2 separate regions of the Gasterosteus aculeatus genome follow, and region 1 is linked to region 2. Evidence: chromatin contacts called from public Hi-C data. All regions are on one chromosome and are shown on one strand. Each heading gives the region's core, a stretch centred on a gene start, on an enhancer-like site or on the middle of the called end of the contact. The rest is flanking DNA. Distances are from core to core; before and after follow the strand shown. Region 1 has its middle 13 kb from the start of LOC144389437. Region 2 holds the start of marcksa (myristoylated alanine-rich protein kinase C substrate a).

What was found. A called contact is a pair of places that touch in the nucleus more often than the background predicts.
Region 1: a contact with region 2 is called in a Hi-C map of skeletal muscle, with 2.8 times the contacts expected there. The contact joins the enhancer-like site here to the promoter of marcksa in region 2. A contact is called at or near these places in 2 of 6 Hi-C or Micro-C datasets (both in skeletal muscle).

What each region holds. Positions count from the first base shown.
Region 1 is chr18:4,423,147-4,425,972 of fGasAcu3.hap1.1, reverse strand. No RefSeq gene overlaps it. Among protein-coding and RNA genes, the nearest start is that of LOC144389437, 13 kb to the left of the region's middle. Within about 2 kb of position 1,267, at least 1 of the 9 cell types and tissues checked has open chromatin away from gene starts, as enhancers often do.
Region 2 is chr18:4,328,988-4,331,864 of fGasAcu3.hap1.1, reverse strand. marcksa (myristoylated alanine-rich protein kinase C substrate a) reads left to right here and starts at 1,257. Exons shown (of 2, transcript XM_040160425.2): 1 at 1,257-1,794; 2 at 2,718-2,877. The coding sequence starts at 1,696.

The DNA.
Region 1 (2,826 bases), core at 18-2,517, 94 kb before region 2:
AGAGACTCAAAAGACACCGAAGAATAGTTCTTGGGAGCAGGCAATTTCTTATTTAATGGACAGCAGAATGTCATACACGGGTGATCAGTCATGGAGGACAAGCAGTGTTTTTGTGAGACGTCTCGAACAGATTTTGCAGGGTGACGAAAACACTGGTTAGCCTCTTCTATGGTGCACGCTCAAGCTGCAGTGATTTTCTTCAACTTGTATCGAGTCACACACACTGGGGATATCAGCACAGTGTTCATGAACCTTTTACACACCTGTTGTGATCCTTTTCACGTAAATCTCCATTTTGTCTCCACCAAACACAGGTTTGGAGTATGGGTTTTAGCAGAGGCGGAAGTTTCAAACAAAGGTGTTTTTTTGTTCATCACAATTTAGTTTGCTGCAAAATGTAATGAGGGCAAACAAGAAGGTTGAAATCACAAAGTCTTGAGTTTAATTTTGTTTCACATCTTTCTGGGAGACTTCCAACTTGACTCTCCACAAATTATGTTAAAGCAGCTCTTCATTACATAAAGGTTATATTGTTTTTAAGAAAGTAAGCAGTGCTCGGACATTTCTGTGATATAGAGCTTCAGAGGACTGAAACCTGTCACTTTTTGATGGATCAGGAGAAAAGGACAATGGAGGGATAAAAGAGAAACTCCACGTTGCAAGTAAACAAATGAATTCATAGCAGTTCTAAAAGTGAAATGTTGTTCTTTAAAAGCCCCCCAGCCCAGCATTGATCCTCTTCAGCTTGGACTCCAGCCCTCTCAGCCGCATAAAGCTGTCCTCCAACGCCTGCACCTTACATCCCACGCTTTGATTACACGTTCTTTACTTCCTCTTCAAATCCTTTGTGTAACTGGACAGATTTTTAATTAGCTTTCCAGGGAACCACCGAGGCTCTTCTTTAAGAATTTCCGGGCCACTTGAGCACAGATTTTTGTTTATTTAAGACAAATACTCTTTCATCAGGATTAAATTCATGTTAATGCATGAGTGACAAAGACACATATCTTATGCCATGTTTTGTCCTGTGATCTTAACGACTGAGAGGAAAATGAAAAGCCAGATTAATTAGCCCAAGTTTCTCAAACATATCTTTGAAAAATGAACAAAGATGGTCCTTGGCTTTGCATATGATCAACTTCCACAGGAAGTGTGACTAAGCCAATGAATAACAGACAGGAAGTGCATTGGTATTAGCTTTGATTCCCCTGGTGGTTGTCTACACACAAATCTAAGACCGATCTAAATATAGCCCGTTCCCTTTCCCTATACAGATGGCTGGCAGCAACCAGTAACGTGTGGTGATGTCAGTAAAAGGCTAGGCACTGAGTTATGAAAGCTTGATTACCTGATTTGTTGCGCGCTCGCTCTCACTCTCTCTCTCACACACACACACACACACACACACACACACACAGTTATCGTCCAGCATCAGAATACAACCATCTTTATCCTTAAATATAATATGGGTGGATGAAATCAAGCATTCTGAATGGTTGAGAGTGAGTCATGCGGTGTACTGTGATGAGCCATAATTTCCTGTACACCTGTTTACATTTCGAAGCTGCATGCCCAGGATACAGAGTGGAGACCTGCATGCTTGTGTTGCATACAGAGTACGTTCATCAACATAAATATTCTATGAGCCGACACAGCACATCATGTATTTCCTTTCATGCCAATTTTCCGTGGGAAAGGGAAGCATTCCCAAGTACCAAGGTTTAGACCACACTCATACCGTACTGATAAAGATACGTCCTCGTTCCCGCTGGTGTTGTTTGTTCAAAGAATCTCTTGTGCATCGATGTGTGTGAATAATCATCCTCCGCCTTCGCTAAGATAATCTTTAGCATCCTTTAGGTTAGAATTCTCAAACGTCACATATCATGTAAAAACACCCTTTTGACCCCAACCCAAATGTGAATTAAGATGAAATGATGAAAATTACATTTTGTAGGCTCCCTAGATTTCAAAAGCAGTTTGGGTTTTATTTGGACAATGTATTCATGTTTTATGCTAAAATGTGTTACAGATAACAGTAAAATCTGACATAACTTTTTTTTCATAGAGAGATTGCAAAAATATGTCATCACAATAGTTTGTATGTTCATTTTTATTACTTTAGGTAGCTTTCTTTTAGGAGACAAAGGCGGGATTTCAAAACCTATTAGCCTGAAGTCTTGTGTATGAAGCTCCTAGCAGGTTTCTGGGTTCCATATCATATAACCAGGTTATCCTCCTCTTGCCTGTCCAGACAGAAAGAAGAAAGAAGAGCTCAATATCCCCGTCATTATATTACAGATGAATGGCAGAACAGCCAATGATAACACGGCTTCCTGCAAATCTAATCAAGCTCCCTGACAGAGTGTGGCTTTGTGCGAGCATGAAGGTAATGTGTTTGCAGTGCGTTTGCAGTGCGTTCACCTGAGCTATCTACCATCTGCTGCTCTTCTGGACAGCATTTGTTTCACTGCATGCTTGGACTTGCGCATGACTGATTTTAGAGGATAAACACACACACACACACACACACACACACACACACACACACACACACACACACACACACACACACACACACACACACACACACAGGGTAATGGGAAAAATGATAAGGTATACCATTTCTCACAATGTGTTGCACCAAAAGAAAATTAAGTGGTATAAATCCATGCTCATCCAGATTTAAAGCACATATCCAGGGATGTCCCCACCATAGCCTCCAGTTTCTTCTTCTGTTACCAATGTGAGAGCAAACTTTCCCACTGATTACATTTTTAGAGGCTTAAGTGCTCTGTTACAAACACAGCCCGGCATATCATATTA
Region 2 (2,877 bases), core at 8-2,507:
TGCAAATGTGGGCCGAGGGACCTGTTTGTACGCCCTGCAACATTCCCCTGCGGGGCACATCACAGGTTTGAATGGGGGTACACGCCTATAACCTCCAGCAACTGTGCAACCTCCACCCGCATCCGCTCACAAGTGGGAGGTGTTTGTTCAACGAGAGAAAGTGGCTGAGATGATTTTTTGAACATTTTCGGATGTTATTTTTGTCTTGTCTCTGTTTCTGTCTGGTGACCACGTGGTAATGTAGGCTTTGACCAACACTCTCAGGTGAATGCTTTGAACAGCGATGTCACAGGCATTCTAATCTCTTTAAAAAAATAGTTTGTCAACAGGACAATTGTGGTGAGAACACATGCTGCACTCATGTCACACCAAAATAAATTATACATAGAAGCTCTGACTGTGATTAAGCACTATGCTCATATTTTAGAAACCAAATTACTTTGAAATGATTACAAAACACGCTAATTTATGATAACAAACCACAAAATTGGGTTTTTATTACCAAGGTTATCTGTGTTGCCAATATTTAACAATAACACAAACAACAGTTTCCTTGCGTATATCTCCAACCCAAGATCGGTCACATCCAAATTACTGTTTATTCTGTCCAATCGTCACGGTCTCGATCTTTTGGCTCGTGTCAAAGCTCGCCATCAGCTATGATCATGCAATACGTTGCATAATCATAGTTACGTAGGTCTAATCAGGTCTACTGCATTCTAAATCCGGTTTAATTATCCTCAAGTTTGATCTGGCTAATCTCAGGTCAAAAATTAGGAAACCAGGTCAGTTTGGGAATTTCAAAAAGATAGGACCTCCTCCAAAACCGTAGTTCTTACACCACATATATTAGCGTTCCCATTGTACGCAAATCATTAGTCTGGGATCTAGTTTGGGTGACAATACTACCAAAAATATGAAACTAGACCTTATTATATACATAGTCATTCAGGGGAACATTTTCATATAAAAGTCCCTGAAGCCGTGAACAAAAATAACTTTAATATTACATTTGTGTGGCTTGTGTGTAGCTTGCATTACCTATCATAGCGAAAACATATACCTACGTTTAAAACCTTCATATTTCAAAACGATGGTTGCCATTCAAAACCAAATGAATTATCTCGTGATTTGATAAAATATCGTTTCAGTTATTTGAAAAAAAAGCGATACTCTCTTGTTTGTTTGTGAGATTCATGATACCGACGTACCGTGAACGTAGCGCTACATCTATTGTTCACTCCCTTTCCACAAACCCCGCCCACGCTGCGCCGCACCGGCCGTGATTGGTTGAATCTGAGTGCCGTGCCGTCATCGCTTGGAGCGCCCATTCATCTCTTCACTTGGGCGTTGGACTGTGCATCTTAATAGCAACAAGGGAAATTTCTCCATTTTGCAGCCTGTCTGCAGCGACACGACCGACCGTGGATTTTATTGCTTGTCCCTAACCTATCAGCCTTTTCCTGCTCTCCGGAAAAATCCTCAGTGGCACTCAACTGGACTTTGATTTCACGTTTTCCCAAGTGAACTTTTTTTTCCTCTCTGTGCAGAGGGAGAAAGAGAGTGAAAGAGGGAAGACAGCAGCGAAGAGCTTTGCGTTGCAACAAAGAGGCTTGTGGGGTCTTTGTTCGTTTTTTGTGTGTGTGTGTGTGTGTGTGGGGGGATCGGTTGAGTTTCTTTGTTGGAGCTACAAGCATGGGAGCGCAATTGTCCAGGGCAGCCGTAAAGGCTGAAGCCGTGGCTGAAAAGCCCGGAGAGGCTGTTGCTTCCTCGCCCAACAAGACCAACGGACAGGTAAATTACATTTTATCATCCAGCTTCCATCGCATCCATCTGGGCGGGTGGTGGGGGAGGGAGGGGGGGCGGGGGTATTTGTCGGGCTGCGCTGTTAGGGTGCAAATCCGTGCGTAAATCATGGATATATTGAATGGAGATGCGCGGTTGAGGTTTAAATTATTTTAAAATTGTAGTCCCCGATCAACAGTTGAGCACCTGATATGTTTGTTGTTTCGTGAGAACCGAATAATTTGGAGAAAACCTGACAAAATAGTTTATTTATGACGATACAATTTCAGTTGTAAGGTTATTGATTGGTATTATGTGTTTAGATGTAGTTCCTGGACAAACGTGCAGTGCAATTATCATGAAAAGGAAGAGCTTCGAATGAAGTCGCCACAACTGAATAAAAGACGAGATGGGCAACAAAAGGGCCGTGAGCGCTCGGAGCGTCGCTCCTTTTGTTACAGATGCTCGACGAGAAAGTGGAGATGGCAGCCTGCTGTCGCGCCGGGAGACAGTGGTGCGCCCCGGAGGGGGAGGGGGGCTTGTGCTGTTTCTAATCGTTCCTTTCCTCCCCTCCTATAGTTTGGAAAAATAAACAATTAGAGACCCCATTTACCTTTTAAACAATTTTTCGTAAATGCACCTGAACTCCCCCTCCCTGATCCGCCGGACTAATGAGCGTCTGCTTTGCTCTGCGACCAGAAACCGACCCCCTCGTTGTTAATGAAAAAAAGAGGGATTTAGTTGTGTTTTTGGTTGGTTTTGATCTATCCGAATAAAGTCTTGAAAGTAGAACCCGAGTCCAGCATTTAGGCCTTCGGCTTTCGATGGTGCCTGCTGCCCCTAGTGTCCACCGGCGGCACTGCCCGGCTCTGGTTGAAACCCATAGCAGGCTCTCTGCATTCCATTAACAGCCACTGCTTTGCTCTCTTTAGGAAAACGGACATGTTAAGGTGAACGGGGACGCCGCGGCCGAGAACGGCAAGGAGGAGGTGCAGGCAAACGGCAGCGCCGCGGCAGAGGATAGCCCCAAGGAGGAGGACGCCCCTGCAGAGAAGGAGGCCACAGATGGGGAGAAAGTAGAGGCAGCATCGC